2 separate regions of the Mus musculus genome follow, and region 2 is linked to region 1. A link is a contact called in public promoter capture Hi-C data. All regions are on one chromosome and are shown on one strand. The core of a region is the stretch at or near the end of the contact, and the rest is flanking DNA. Distances in the headings are between cores, read along the strand shown.

The links. Capture Hi-C pulls out chosen DNA fragments and counts their contacts.
Region 2: a promoter capture Hi-C map of adipose tissue shows a contact between it and region 1. The contact joins two enhancer-like sites. A contact is called at or near these places in 2 of 39 promoter capture datasets (3T3-L1-derived adipocytes and hippocampal neurons), 1 of 484 Hi-C or Micro-C datasets (epidermal suprabasal cells) and 3 of 9 other capture datasets (adipose tissue, liver and pancreatic islet).

What each region holds. Positions count from the first base shown.
Region 1 is chr9:104,084,843-104,092,248 of GRCm38.p6, reverse strand. It overlaps Acad11 (acyl-Coenzyme A dehydrogenase family, member 11), which reads right to left. Exons shown (of 20, transcript NM_175324.4): 10 at 1,914-1,991; 11 at 519-657. Among named protein-coding and RNA genes, the nearest start is that of Acad11, 25 kb to the right of the region's middle. Within about 2 kb of position 3,533, at least 46 of the 459 cell types and tissues checked have an H3K27ac peak or open chromatin away from gene starts, as enhancers often do. A contact at or near this core is called in adipose tissue, where this site is marked.
Region 2 is chr9:104,240,120-104,247,525 of GRCm38.p6, reverse strand. Dnajc13 (DnaJ heat shock protein family (Hsp40) member C13) reads left to right here. Exons shown (of 56, transcript NM_001163026.1): 2 at 686-766. The coding sequence starts at 699. Among named protein-coding and RNA genes, the nearest start is that of Dnajc13, 19 kb to the left of the region's middle. Within about 2 kb of position 3,780, at least 57 of the 459 cell types and tissues checked have an H3K27ac peak or open chromatin away from gene starts, as enhancers often do. A contact at or near this core is called in adipose tissue, where this site is marked.

The sequences.
Region 1 (7,406 bases), core at 2,284-4,783:
GGATCCACTACACTTGCATACCCACTTCTGTTGGTTCAACATGGTGCCAACTCTTCTGGGGAAAGCCTTCACACCAGAGCCATATAATAAAAGGCAGTTCTGAGTCCCTTGAACAGGGCATTATAGGAAATTCTGCCATTTGAGTTTACAGTGTTCTGGAAACATGGCTGCGAGCCCTTGACAGAAACAAAGGCAGCCTTCTGGGAAAAAGTTTCACACAATGGAGAGACTGGGAGTTTAACTAGCTATAGAAATACCCAACCCCAACCAGGAAGTGGGGTGTTTACATAGCCAGTCCTCTTGGTGGCTACTTCTGGCTACTGGCAGTCTTAATGTAATGATGCTGATTAAAAGAACAGCCCACTGAGGACCTCAACTCCACTTGTATACTGCATTTGGAGTAGCTGTGAAACTATGCTCACGTTTGTTCGGGAATGACTTTGTATAGGAAAACCTTCCTTATTAAAAAAAGATTTTAGACCCTGTTCAAAATGTTAAAGAACACTATGTGTAGTCACCTGGTGCTTGGCAGTTAAAAACATCTGGAGCAAAAAAGCATTTTCCTGTCTCTTCAGCAATCAAGGCATAGTCCACCTGGCTGAGACCGCTCACAGCTGGCAAGAACAAATTCCACAGGCCCTCTGCTTTGGCTATTTCCTGTCAAGGGGATGGACAAGTGATTACAATTTACCAAACAAAGTAGGTTATTTTAAACAGTTATTGGTGGTAATGCTTTTTGAAATATAAAAGCATTTAAGGATGTTATTTCATTGTATAGCAACTCACTGAAAGTCAGCAGTTGCTTAATAATTAAGGAAATGTCTTGCTTTCCAGGCTCCCTTAGTCTTGGCTCTAAAACTACATTTGCACACTTAAACGCTTCTCATTCAGACAGAATGGTTACAACGACCCCCACACACACATTTGAGTGTAAATCTTACATGCATTACAGGTTAAGATCTGAAAACATGTTACCTGCATGTGACCTGACACCATACTGCACAAATGTCCTGCTTGGCCTTGCTCCTTGCTGGACAAACCCAGGACCTTGCATGGACAAGAGAGGAGCTCTCCCACTAAGTCAGAGCCCAGCTTCTGTGTCCCACAGCCTGCTCTGGCTTCAGCTCACTTCAGAGATGGTGAGCAAGGAGCAGCATAATGAGACTAGTGCATCAGAGCCACAGTCAGGAGGCCAAGTAGGACAGGTCTGATAGTCGCTCTTTTCTCCCCTCCCCTCCCCTCCCCTCCCCTCCCCTTCCCTCCCCTCCCCTCCCCTCCCCTCACCCCACTTGCTTCCTTTCTATCCACAAAGGAACTCATACAGCAGCTCTGGCTCACTATGTAGCCCAGGCTAGCCTCTAACTTGCAGCAATCCTCCACCTTCAGCCTCAGCTCCCCTCCCAAGTGCTAGCTGAATTACAGGTGTGGGTCACCACAAACAAATAAGATTTTTAAAAACCCAGATTTTAAAAAACCTTGTATTTTTAAGAAAGTTATTTCTGATGGCCAGACATAGTGTTATATGCCTTTAATCCTAGCACTTGGGAGACTGAGGCAGGTGGGTCTCTTTGAGTTTGAGGCTAGCCTGGTCTACAAATCAAATTCCAGAACAGCCATGGCTACACAGAGAAACCCTGTCTTGAAAAACAAGAGACAAAAAACAAACCAAAACAAACACCCCAAAAAAAGAGTTATTCCTGGAGCATGAGGTATCATGCCTATCATCCAGACACTTGGGCAGCAGAAGCAGGAGGACTGCCACGAGTTGAGTCCAGCCTGATCAATGTATCAAGACCATAAAGAAAAGGGAAAAGTTATTATCATTGAGGTTATCCTTTATCTACATGACGATGATAATTAAGGGCCCCCAAACATGCAGCTCCCCATGTTGAGTGCCTTCTTGTCTCTCTTACCTTTAGTTTTTCGATCACTAAGGGGTGTCCCCACTTTTCCGCTGAGTTTCCACTTTGAGCATAGTATTCAGCTACTTCCTTAAGACAGTGAAGAGAAAATGATTAGACCAAGTTAGTACAAAGCCACAATGTCATGAAAACCATGAGTGTGTGTGTGTGTGTGTGTGTGCACGCGCTCGCGTGTGCTGGCGCATTCAAATATGTGTGGGCTGGAACTCCTAATTCTGCATCAGCTGCCTAAGCGCTGGGATTACAGGCATGTGTCACCATCCTGGTTAGTAATGTTTCTTTTTATTAATAGGTGCAGAATAAAAAAACTTCTAAATATTTGTTCATCAAAAATTATTCTGATCCGGGCGTGGTGGCACAGGCCTTTAATCCCGGCACTCGGGAGGCAGAGGCAGGCAGATTTCTGACTTCGAGGCCAGCCTGGTCTACAAAGTGAGTTCCAGGACAGCCAGGGCTACACAGAGAAACCCTGTCTTGAAAAACCAAACAAAAAAAATTATTCTGCCTCGATATTAGACAGTAATAGACAGTAATAATCTGATTCCCAAGGTTTACATATTCTGTCTCCAGCAACATGGTACACAGTGGGCATAGAAACCTCTCAACTAAAAAGGCTGGGTGAGGCCGGGTGTGGTGGCACAGGCCTTTAATCCCGGCACTCGGGAGGCAGAGGCAGGCAGATTTCAGAGTTCAAGGCCAGCCTACAAAGTGAGTTACCAGGACAGCCAGGACTAAACAGAGAAACCCTGTCTCAAAAAAAAAAAAAAAAAAAAAAAAAAAGGCTGGGTGAAGTGTTACCAGTTGAAGATATATTAAGTAATGCACAGTTGTTCTGGAAGAAAACAACAAAACAGCTTCATCCTTCAGGCAGGCAGGAGGATGGGAACTAAAGTTTGTCCTCTGGGCTATGGAGGCTGACCTAGGCCTTGGTTCTCAATGGGCCACATCAGTCGGGCACAGGCTCATGATAAGGCCAGGGGCTGGACAGAGCATTTGGAACTTTGGTTCCATCAAAGCCAGGAGGCTTGAGAAGTGAAACCCAAGGAGGGAACAAATAGAACAGAGAAACACACAGAAAATCTGCACCTTTGGAGGCACAGCCTGGGGAGAAAGCCTTCACACAGCTCTCCGTTTGCAGTGAAACAGAAGAGAGAAATGTCAGGCTCAGAAACCTGCCTTCATCCAAGCCTGGGATCTAAATGCCAGACCTGAGCGGCCCTCAAACCTCACACCCAAATTAAGTTTACAATGTCCTGCCAGCAGTGGCCCCAAACAGCTGTCCAGAACTAAACCAGCCCTTCTAGAGGAAAGAGTTTGGTACAAAAACTCATGTGACTCCTTCAGAAAAAAAAAAAAAAAAAGAATTCACTCCACAGTCCATCCTGAAAAATCCCTAATCGCTGCAGGAAACCAGCCACCACAGGCAAGAATCAGCAAAACAGCCGTGTTTCCTTACAGCCACAGATATTGCTTACATTCACAGCATAAAATAGTTGTGGTGAGTAGATTCCAAAAAGAAAGAAAGGAATTACAAGATTGACAATGGGCTACTAAAACAAACTTGGGAAGCAAGCCAAGGAAACGGAAGCCTTGGCAATGAACCGTAAGAAGGCTACCGCTGGCAAGCTCCAGTACAGCTTCTTAAAGGCTGGTGGGACCGGAAGCTTCTCCTGCCCCCCGGGGAGGCCCTGGGGACCAACAGAGCAGGCGAGCACCTACAGTCCTTTGTTGAGTCTGGGCCTTTCTTCTTTAAGGGCTCTCTGGACATTTTTCACACTCTCCAAAGTTAGACTATGGAGAACTGAACAACACGGCAGGAAGAGCTAAAGCAATTACTTAGTTCAGAAACTTGAGAGAAGAAAAGTGTGAGTGAAAAAGGATATGCCGGACCCAGGAGACTGAGTGCTTACTTCCACGGCAACCATGAAGCTAGCAATGGGAGAGGACAGTGAGACGGCTCAGAGGGGAAGGGTACTTGCTGCCAAGACTGGCGGTGACCAGAGTTCGATCCCGCAGATCCGACTTCAATATGCATACCAACCCCCCCAAATAAATGAACAAATGTAATTACAAGGTCAAAAGGAAACTGAAGGGTGAAATCTTCAACTCCTGAGAGAAAGTAATTAACAACCTGGAATTCATATCCCAAACTGTTGGCTGCTGCTGCTGCTGGTGGCGGCACCCGTACCTATCATCTTAGCCCTCGAGAAGCTGAGGCAGGAGGATCATGAGTTTGAGGCCAGACTGAACTAATTAGGGAGACCCTGTCTCAAAACATTAAAGATTTAGGACAAAATAAAAGTATCATCAATAGGCAAGGTACTACCTATCCCCTCAAAAACAAAACAAAGCAAACACCAACCAAAGGGCAGCCACAAAAGCTCCCGCAGACTCTCAGCAAAGCAGCTCGGCTCCAAGAGAAACATCTGAGTTGCAAGAATGAACGATAAAGTAATAACAAAGTGGGAAAGTCTAAATTACACTGTTCAGGCCGAATAGTAACCTCTGCTTTGTACAACTGAAAGAGTACAATAGAAATAGGGGATGATAGTTCTACAAAAGCTTAGAGATGCAGTTATAAATACTTACAGCATCTCTTTATCAACTACTCTCTCTACACGTCAGCTAAAAGAATCATGGGGTTAAAGGTCATGGGAACTGTCAAAGCTTTTGGTGTGAATCATCAGGTTATTGTAGATTATTCTCCCAAACTACACTGCTTTTGGCAATTGACTACCATGTTCCTTTTAGGGAAGCAAGGCTTGTCTGGGGTCCAGCAATGTACAAGGCAGAGGCTCGCACTTTCAAAGGCTCCAGGATGGAGGGCGCTTGTCACATCTGTCAGGGAAATCGCTAGGCTTTCTGTTTGGGGCTGCATATTATGCCTGTTCCTAGGGGGCCATAGAAGGTCAGTGCCATTCATTGTGTTTGGTAATGAGTATATTAGGGAAGATGTTTATGGTGTCCTCATTCTGCCTACCTCATTATGACGCTACAGTTCTGAGAACCAAATCCTACCTGTGTTTACATGCCCGAGAAGGGTGGGTTCATCTTAAGCCATGCTAAAGAGATAGGAGGAGTAACTACTAATTACTCCTTTCATGAAATACTATACTTTTCCTTCCAAGAATTAACTGCCCCTAGCCCAGATTCCCGTGAGCTGAGCCACCTTGGGGTTTAGCTTGGTCTGCCCATCTTTCTGACTCAACTTTCCCCGTTCCTTCACTTTGGATGCTGGCCACTTTTTCTGGCACATTGTTTCCTTACTCTTCTCTGTCTACAGCCTCCCTCCCTGCCATGTGGCTGTCCGGTGCCATGTGGTGACTTTAATTATTCCTTAAGTGTGTCATGGCCTAGCTTTTCTTCTCCCCTCTGAGAAGCTCCTGAGACTTAGAACGTGACTGCCATGGGTCCCTTCCTTTGTAGGTATAATAACACTGCCCCCAAGCTTCCATTTGAGTCCACTTCTTAAAGTCTTTTAATAATGAGACCAGGAACTCCACAAGGGTCCCTGCATTTACCCGTATCATCTGGTGACCATGAAGAGACTCCCTTGAACTCTGGTAACGTCACCACTATGGCCTGTGTGTGCCCCCTACACCATGTTGCTTGTTCTGCCCGAATCGGAGTGCTAGTGTTCTTCACTGGTTTTCAAAAGGAAGAACTGGCGTGGTACAGTTTCAGAGATGGGTTATGTGTTCATTTTAGGCTACCTGGGGAGTTCCAAAAGCTCACAGAAATAGCCCTGCCAATCTTATTTTTTTTCTTGTTATGGAAAATACATAAAAATATAAACAAAAAGCCACCAAGAATTTCAGTAGCTCAAGGTACACAATGTTAGACGCTGCTGCAGTGCATGACAGAATATTATTTTCTAGACACGCCCATTTTGGTTTGGCACCTCAGTTGTAATAACATTGAAAAAAATTTAATGTTTTCCCTCTTTTATTTTGAGAAAATCTATTTACTTCTCTACAGATCATTCCAAATTATGTCCTGCAGCTGGGGATGAACTGTTCTGATCATCTACAGGATAAAACTACACAGGTTGTTACAAGTACTTGAATGAAGACATAGTGCATGCCATCAATGTGGGAACATAGATTTAAAAGCTCTGCCAACACCAAGTGGCTGTCCTTACCACACAAGCTTGGACAACCTTCACTTTCTACAGTCTGCCTGGGTTTTGTTTGTTTTTATGTTTACTGTGAACTCTTCGCACATATTTTAACAGCTGAGTGGCACTGGGCTCAGAGGCACTGCAACCTCACTCTGACCCCTCCCTTCCCTGCTGCAGTGTCACATTTACAGATGAAAGAGAAAGCATTTACAGATGAAAGAGAAAGCCCCTCTCTTCCCTCTGCCAATCTAGGCTTGTCCTTGGAATCTTGGGCTGGTTGCAGGCACGGGCATGTGGTGGGCAGGCTCTGACTAAGTGTGCATTCATAAGAATCAGATGGACTGATAAGGTGAGCTGGGCTCTCCATCTGGAACTCCACCAAGCAGACAAAAAGTGGAACAATACAGGGAGCTGCTCTAGCTCGCTCATGGTCTTGGAGCCTGACTTCCATGAGTGTTTTGTTGTTGTCGAGTGCTACGATAGCCTCTGCTTGGGACAGATGCAGCTGCTGTGTGTGGTGGAAGGGGATTGGCCCAAGAAGCCGGATATTTCTTCCAGCACCTTGAATTCTCTCTGCCCCTTGCTCTCCGTATCACCCAATCACCTATTTCTCCATTGTAGAAAAAGCCCACTTTCCTCTCAAGTTCTTTGAAAATGCAACATCTTCTATGATGGTCTGTTCTCTGTATGATCCATTCTGTCTTTCAAATCTACTTTGCAATGGCTTTTCTGGTGGACCACTTGTCTGTTCTCGCTAATTTAGTCCATGTCCTAAAATTTAATTGCCCTAAAGCTTCAATTGAATTTTATTTGAGGAAGGGTAATGGTGAATTCAGACTACCATATTGAATTAAAAGTGCTGTTTTCCCCTTTTGATACTCAAAAGTATAATTTTGAACTCAAAATTGGACATACACTAGCTAGGGCAGAACTACTCAGTATCAATGGAGAGGTGACAATTTGAGAATTAATATTTGAGTATTTTTAAAGAAACTGTATCCCTCTCTCTGCTAAATGCTCATATCAAGATATTTACCAATACGGCACCTAGACCTATAACTGAATAACACTAATGCTCCTATCAACACATCTTACTTCTGAACATTGCTGAGAGAATCTTGTCTTTTGAGCTCTTCATTTGACTCTAGTCCAGCTCTAGACCCTCAGAATCTTAGGCAGTTACAGTGAGATTTACTGTACGTGAGACTTACTCATGTTGCAGAGGAAAACTGAGGCCACACAAACTACTCAGCACAAGGCCACCAACCTCCACCAGGCCTGGGCTGGAACTAAGCCTTGACAGTCGCCTCACATACATACACCCTGGCCCTCGCATACTGTCAAAAGTGTGTCTTCCTTTTCTT
Region 2 (7,406 bases), core at 2,531-5,030, 160 kb before region 1:
GAGATCTGCCTGTCTCTACTTCCTGAATGCTGAGATCAAAGGTTTGCATCACCATGCCCAGCTTGCTTGCTTGGTTGTTTTGAGAAGATTATTTTTCGAAATATAAGAAGGAAGGCCACAGTGCATGCCTTTGGATTTTAGGATGAAAGATAGCCTTATGAGCCCTTTAGATTTATGATCGTGGACATGCATTACTTTCCTAGTTTAATGAGTTCTGATTTGTAAATTCTTACTTAGGAAAAACTGTTCCCTAAAGTGCCAAGGACAACAGTGTGGCCAGCCCTTAGCTGTGCAACAGAAACCACCTGTAATTGATTTGACTCTTGATAATTAATTTTAGGTTTCATCATCTATCAAGGCACTGTCTGACAGTTTGACAGGATTGGGTGTAAAGATTAAGTTTCTTCATCTGGAAACCTTTACTAGATTTTTCTGTACTCAGGATGTTGATCAAGGACAACTTTTGACGTGAGCAGCAAAGTCTAGTGAGTCCAGGGGAAAAGAAGTGGTTGGGAAGAGGATCAGGATACAGTGCTGAGCACAGCACTGAGCAGTCCTGTGTCCTTAAACCTTACAGCAGTGCAGGGCTAGGGACCTGAGGAGTGCTGTCCCTTGCTATGAGGGAGTCAGGAAAAGTGAGACCATGCAACACTGTACTAAGGGAATGTGTACCTCTGTCTTCCAGGTTTCAGCACAAAATGAACATAATTAGGGAAAATAAGGATCTGGCATGTTTCTACACAACCAAGCACTCATGGAGGGGAAAGTAAGTATTCTTTGCTTTTACTTTTCTGAGCTTCATAAAGAATCATTTCAGTCCAGTGTCAGTTCTTTGATGGTGAGGCCCAGCCCATCAGTGCTCTTGGGCTGTCTCTGCTGGAAAGCTGTGCACACATTTTAAATGTCCGTACCACATTGGAAATGCATTGCTGTCCCTCCTCCTCCTCCTCCTCCTCCTCCTCCTCCTCCTCTTCTTCCTCCTTCTCTTCTTCTTCTTTTTTTGGTTTTTTAAGACAGGGTTTCTCTGTGCAGCCCTGGCTGTCCTGGAACTCACTCTGTAGACCAAGCTGTCCTCGAACTCAGAAATCTGCCTGCCTCTGCCTCCCAAGTGCTAGGATTAAAGGCGTGCACCACCACTGCCTGGCGTCTCCTTTTCTTTTGATCTTTCTAGGTTTTTCCTTAAAAAATTGAAAAGTTAACAAGAGAAAGTGCAGGGGTAGGGCTTGGGTTGCTCCAGTGTTCCTGCTGCATTGCCAGAGGCTGGCCTGTGAAGCAACCGTTTGCCTCTGCAATAAGCTGTGTTTATTTAATTATTTATTTGAATAAAAATTTTTATTAGAACTTTTTTCTTGGATGGAAACAATATCATTTCATGTTTATATTTGTTTTAGTTGGACCAAGATGTCCTTGTGTGTTCCCTCCCCATTGGGTGATGGCAATTCGTTCCCCATAGATTATTGTGAAGAGTTAATGAGGTGGTGTAGAGTGAATGAAGGCTATGAAATTAGGCCTTACATACATTGATAGTCACTGACTGGAGCTCCTTGACTGTTAGAAAAGCAGCATATTCTGAGAAGCACTGACCAGTGAGTCTGAGTGTCTCCCTTGGACAGACAGGTTTCTGCAGGCCACAGTTCTCTGAGGTGGGTCATGGGTAAAACACAACATGTCTGCATAGCTTTTGTTCTTACGCTTCGCTTTTCATGGTTTGGTTGATGGTGTGGTGGCTTCTTGGGTAGGCCAATGTTGGAACACTAGTGCTTCTGACTTACCTTAGCAAACTCACTAACTGTTAATTTCTTGCTTTATGAACTTATATGTTAGGGAGTATAGTTTCTACCCTTGTAGAATACTGTGTGTGTATTCTCTCATAATTTCATTGAGCATAGTTAGAGAAAACTGGTGTTTACAAGGTGGTGTGAATCTCATTCACCCATTTTTAATTAAGTTCTCTCTCCGATTGCTCAGCTATAGAAATTCTTTACTTTAAACACAAATCCTATCCTAGATCAGTGTTTGGCACGTATTGTTCCAGTGCTGAGGGATGCCTTCCAACTCTCCTGATGCCATTGTATAAAAGTACACAGTTTTTAATTTTCATGAAATCCATCTTGTCTTCTTTTGTGTCTCTTGTTCTTTTTGTCATTTGTAAGAAGCAATCTAAGGTTACAATGGATTTCCTTTTGTGACTTCTATAACTTTAATTTTAATTAATTTTATGTGGTGTGCAATGAAGATCTACATATACTTGAATCACTTGTTGAAAAGAAAAGACCATTCTTTTCCCATTGAATGTTTGACACCCTTGCCAAAATGTGAATTCTCAATTTGATTCCATTGATCTGGATACCCATCTGTGATAAAGTCCCTAATGTGTTGGTTTGATTTAATGTAGTTTTCTACCCTTTGAGACAGGGAGGTATGAGGCTGCAACCTCAGAGTAATGTTGACTATTCTGCATTTCTTGTACTGCTGTATCACTTTTTCAGAGAATTGTTAATCTCACTGCAAGTGGCTGGGGTTTTAGTGGCGTTGACTCGGCAGAGCTAATGTTTCCCACCCATAAACAGAAGACCTTCCACTTACTTGGCGGTTCCTTTCAACAGGGTTTTCTTTTCAATCCCCTTTTCTCAGTGGTTTCAGTTTGCTGTGTGCATCGTGCAGCACTAAAATCCATTGTTCTTATTTATTTTCTGACCAATTTGAATCTGAGTTTAAAATATTCTTCAACAGTCTTAACATAAAAAAATTAAAACACGAATCAAAATTTTATTATTTATTTATTATTTTTGTGGGGGGGGGGTTCAAGACAGGGTTTCTTTGTGTAGCCCTGGCTGTCCTGGAACTCACTCGGTAGACCAGGCTGTCCTGGAACTCAGAAATCCGCCTGCCTCTGCCTCCCAAGTGCTGGGATTAAAGGCGTGTGCCACCACTACCCAGCCATGAATCAAAATTTTATTTTTAATTCCTAGTTGAACCTTCTCTCTAAAAATGTATTTATACAATACATTCTCCATGTGATATTTTTTCTTTTCTTTGTTTTTTTTTTTTTTTTTAAGAATTGGGGCCTGTTTTAAGAGATTCTAGACACATACACATTGCTATTCCATCTGGGGAAATTTACTGATTGTGGCAATCAAATGAATACGTACCTCTGCTTTCTCTTCACGGGCCTCACTTAGAGATAACCTTCCAGGTTGTGCCTCAGAGATGTCACGTGACCCATTTCTGTATCTTTGTGCGGTCCCACCGGGCCTCACTTGCAGGTGCTTCCTGCTTTTATGAGTAAAGGGTTGTTGTGAGTCTAGTCCACGGGCTGGCAAAGCAGCTTTCTTCTCTACTTGTTTCTCCCACTCGGGAAGTCCATACATAATTTAATTACATGTTTCTTCTGGGAACAAGAAAGGGAGACTACAGAGAGTAAAAGCACTTTTCTTCCATGAAAAAAATGTCCTCTTTGGGTTAAGCAAGCCACTTAAGGCCGGAAGGAAGGAACAGATGTTCAGCTAAAGTGGAAGTGCAGATCCACTGTGGGAACTTCAGAGTCACATGTTGGTTTTTCTAGATGGAATCTACGAGGATGGACTTCTCCTGGATCACTCCAGTATTTGTTGGCAGAGCAGATGCTATAAATTTGAATGGGACTTTAGTATCCAAACAGGATTTTAAGCACAGTACTAGTAGAAAATTGACATTTGGCCTGTGAAATTCAGTGACAGATGCTCATATTAGAGACAGTCATGGTGACTGACCCCAGAGCAGGATGGGGGTGAGGGGAGGGGAGGAGAGGAGGACAGTGAAGCCGGTAACTTGTTATGCTTATGTTCAGGAGCAAGCTGGACAAGAGAAGAGATGCCTTTTTCTTTTCTTCACAACGTAAAAAGAAATTCTCAAATCCAAATAAAACGACCACAAAACCCCAGGTTGCTAAAGCCTCCCTGAGGGAAAAGAAAGCAAGAGGTCTTATGTAGCTTACTCCACATTGAACAAAGCTGTAGAGATTGAAGTAGCATGGCCCTGGGTAAAGCAGAGCTTTGGAGCCGAGTAGAGGCTAGTGTAGACCTAGCATCCATGGCGGTGGTGAGTTGAGGAGGGATGGCCTTTACAGTGCTAGTGCTGGGAAAGTTGGATGTACACAAAGACACAGATGATGATACTACACCCTCACCTCTCACCAGTTCGAAAAACCAATCCCAATACAGGGCCTAAACCAAAATGTTGAGAAGAAAACACAGAAATATTTTAAGGTATTGAAATGGCTAAGATTTGGGGGGGGGGGGCAGGATAGAGTAACAAGACTCTCAAGCACAGGAAAAGAAAGCAAAATAAACACATGCCATCAAACTGGAAGCCTGCTACTGAACCAGAGCAAGTGGGGACGCGCTCCAGAGTGAGAGAATGTCACCTGCAAATTATTCAGTTGACCAGGGGCTAATAGTCAGAACCTGGAAGGAACTCCAGGAGCCAAACAGACAAAAAGCTGGGGACAAAAGCACTACATAGTCATTTTAAAAACATGCAGATGACCACACGTGTGAAAAAATGCTCAGGGTCTTTAATCATCAGGGAAATGTAGTGAAACTGCAAGGTGTCACTTCACCTTATTAAGAATGGCATCACCAGGAAGACTAAAGGCAGGTCCTGGGGACGACAGATAGGAAGTGGCCTTTAGACTGTTGGTTGGAATGTAACGTAGGATACTTAAGAGAGGTCTTTAAAAACGCCAAAGCAAAACTATTATAGGATACAGATAAACTACTATTGGGTATATAAACAAAAGAGACAATTTAAAAATAAATAAATAAACATCTTCACTCTCATGCTTAATTTTACAACTATTCACACAAGCCCAGGAATGGTACATTGTAAGTACCCTGACAGATGTACAAAGTGTGGTGGTGCGTACACACAGTGGGATATCATTCAGGTGTAAAAAGAATGAAATTGTCATTTGTGACATGAATAGAACTAAGATCACAGTAAGCCAGGCATAGAAGAAAGGTGGGTACTATGTGGAGCTCAGACAGGTAGAGTCTTAAAACGTTTGTCTTGTGAAAGTTGAAAACATACTGGTACTTTACCACAGGTTTACGAGGGGGGAAGAATGAGAAACCGCCCGTCGGTGGACACTTAGGGAAAAGACATCAGTGTAGAGCACTTGTGTAGCACACATGAGGCGTGGCTTGCTCTCCCTGCCTCAGGAGTTGTAGTGCACAGCTCACAATAACAGTATTTCAAAACAACCAGGAGGATTCTCAGTGGAAAGCTATGACAGATGTTCAGGAGATGGATGTGTAGACTCTGGCTTGAGCTTTACATAATACACACATATATTGAAATATTACACAACACAAAAAATATAGACGTAAGCACTAACATCAGTTAAGATTGATGCAGAGGTTGGAAAGGGCTTGGTAAGGTAGGAAGGTGAGAAGAACACACAGAAGTAAACATTCTTAGCAGGTCCTCAGATAAAGCACACGGCAGCTGACTCTTGGGACACTTTTAGACCTGTAATTGCTGTTCTCTTCACTCACAAATGAAATCAATTTTGCAGTCTTGGTTTGTTCATGTATGTGTGCGTGCATGCATGTGCGCGCGCTTGCACGGGCATGTGCGTGTTGCCTTCTGGATTGCAGAAAGTCTGATTTTTCATACTCAAAGAAGATTCTAGAAAATAACTTTTGAATTATTTCTGTTGAACATATGATTTCATTTTATATTTCAGGTCAAATATCAGTTATAGAACCACGTGTTTCTTTTAGTTCCCATTAATTGACTAATTCTTTGCTGTTTTATGTCTAGCTGTGGAGAGAAGTCTTTGCCTACTTCACTAGTCACTGACTTCACCTTAGGGAGAAATATGTTGTTTGAAGAAAGAAGTTTTCATTCTTTAGTTTCTTGTTCTACTTTAGACTTAAACATTTTGGGGAAAAATACAGTATGAATTTTATCCATGATAAAAAATTCACATCCTATCTTTTTTTGTTTTTGTTTTGTTTTTGTTTTGTTTTGTTTTGTTTTGTTTGTTTTTTTCGAGACAGGGTTTCTCTGTGTAGCCCTGGCTGTTCTGGAACTCACTCTGTAGACCAGGCTGGCCTCGAACTCAGAAATCTGCCTGCCTCTGCCTCCCGAGTGCTGGGGCGTGTGCCACCACACCCGGCTCATTTTCTTTTTGCCCATATGGAAATAACTTTGACATTATTATTATATGGTATACTGATTAGAAAAAATGGACAATGAAGAAATTATGTTGTTTGTTTTTAATGCCCATGAAGTCCAGTTTGTGTTGTTTATATATTCTTGGATATGTGCCCTTCATTGACACTATGGTTGGTTACCAAGGGCTGTGCTCGTGAAGAAAGCTGACTCCTTTTCTCAGCAGCTATTAATTAGCAGTGGTTTCTTTGGATGGGGGTGGGGGCATCTCTGCCCCCATTGATGCCCATCTCTGCTCTCCATATTGGGATTTGGTATGGCTTGAGCTTACACAGGTCTTGTATATGTCACAATTTCTGTGAGTTGATATGTGAAGCTGACCTGTTGAATCTGGAAGACACCATTTCCTTAGAGCCATTCCCCACCTTTGGCTCTTTCTTTCCACCCCTATCCCACAATGACCGCAGGCCCTTTCGAGAAGGAGCTTTGATATACCTGTGTCATTTGGGGCTGAGCTTTCCAGTCTCCTGCTCTCAGCACCGTAATCCATTGTGGATCCTGTGTTACTCACCATCTTCTTCGAATAGAAGCTTCTCTGAGGAGGGTTGAGGGATGGCACTAATCTATCGGTGTAAGATTCCGTCATTAGGAGTCAGTTTACTAGTTTGCCCATTTAGTAGGATAACAGTAGTAGGTTCCCCTCTAGAACCTATGGCTTGGCTAGTCTCAGTTCTTGGTTTCATGTTGCAGAGTGGGTCTTAAATCCACTTAGAAGGTAGTTGTGTTACTCCTGTGACAGTTGGGCCACTCTGTTCCAGTGGGCGTTTCTTGCCCGGCCACCTCTCACTGTGGCTTACACAGTCACAGCTGGGTAAGATTGATGCTTGCTGTTTCTCCCCTGGAGTGTGTGCGGCACCTCGAGACACTCTGGAAGCTTCCGGGTCAGCACCAGCTTGATATTTCCATGTTCTATTGGCTCAAGTTCAAAGTGTCTTCAGCAAGAGGGCTTCACTGTCAGGCTGGAGGGTAGCCAAGGGCGCTGGCACAGACCCCTAAATATTGTAGGCTCTTTCAGTGCACTTGGTTACCCTGTCTCTGATGGAAGCATGATGGATTCCTCTTGAGTCTAGTAGTAGCTTTTGGTTAATGTATTGAACGTCTCTTTTTTAAAAAAGATTTATTTACTTTATGTACATGAGTACTCTGTCTTCATGCATACCAGAAGAGGGCATCAAATCCCATTACAG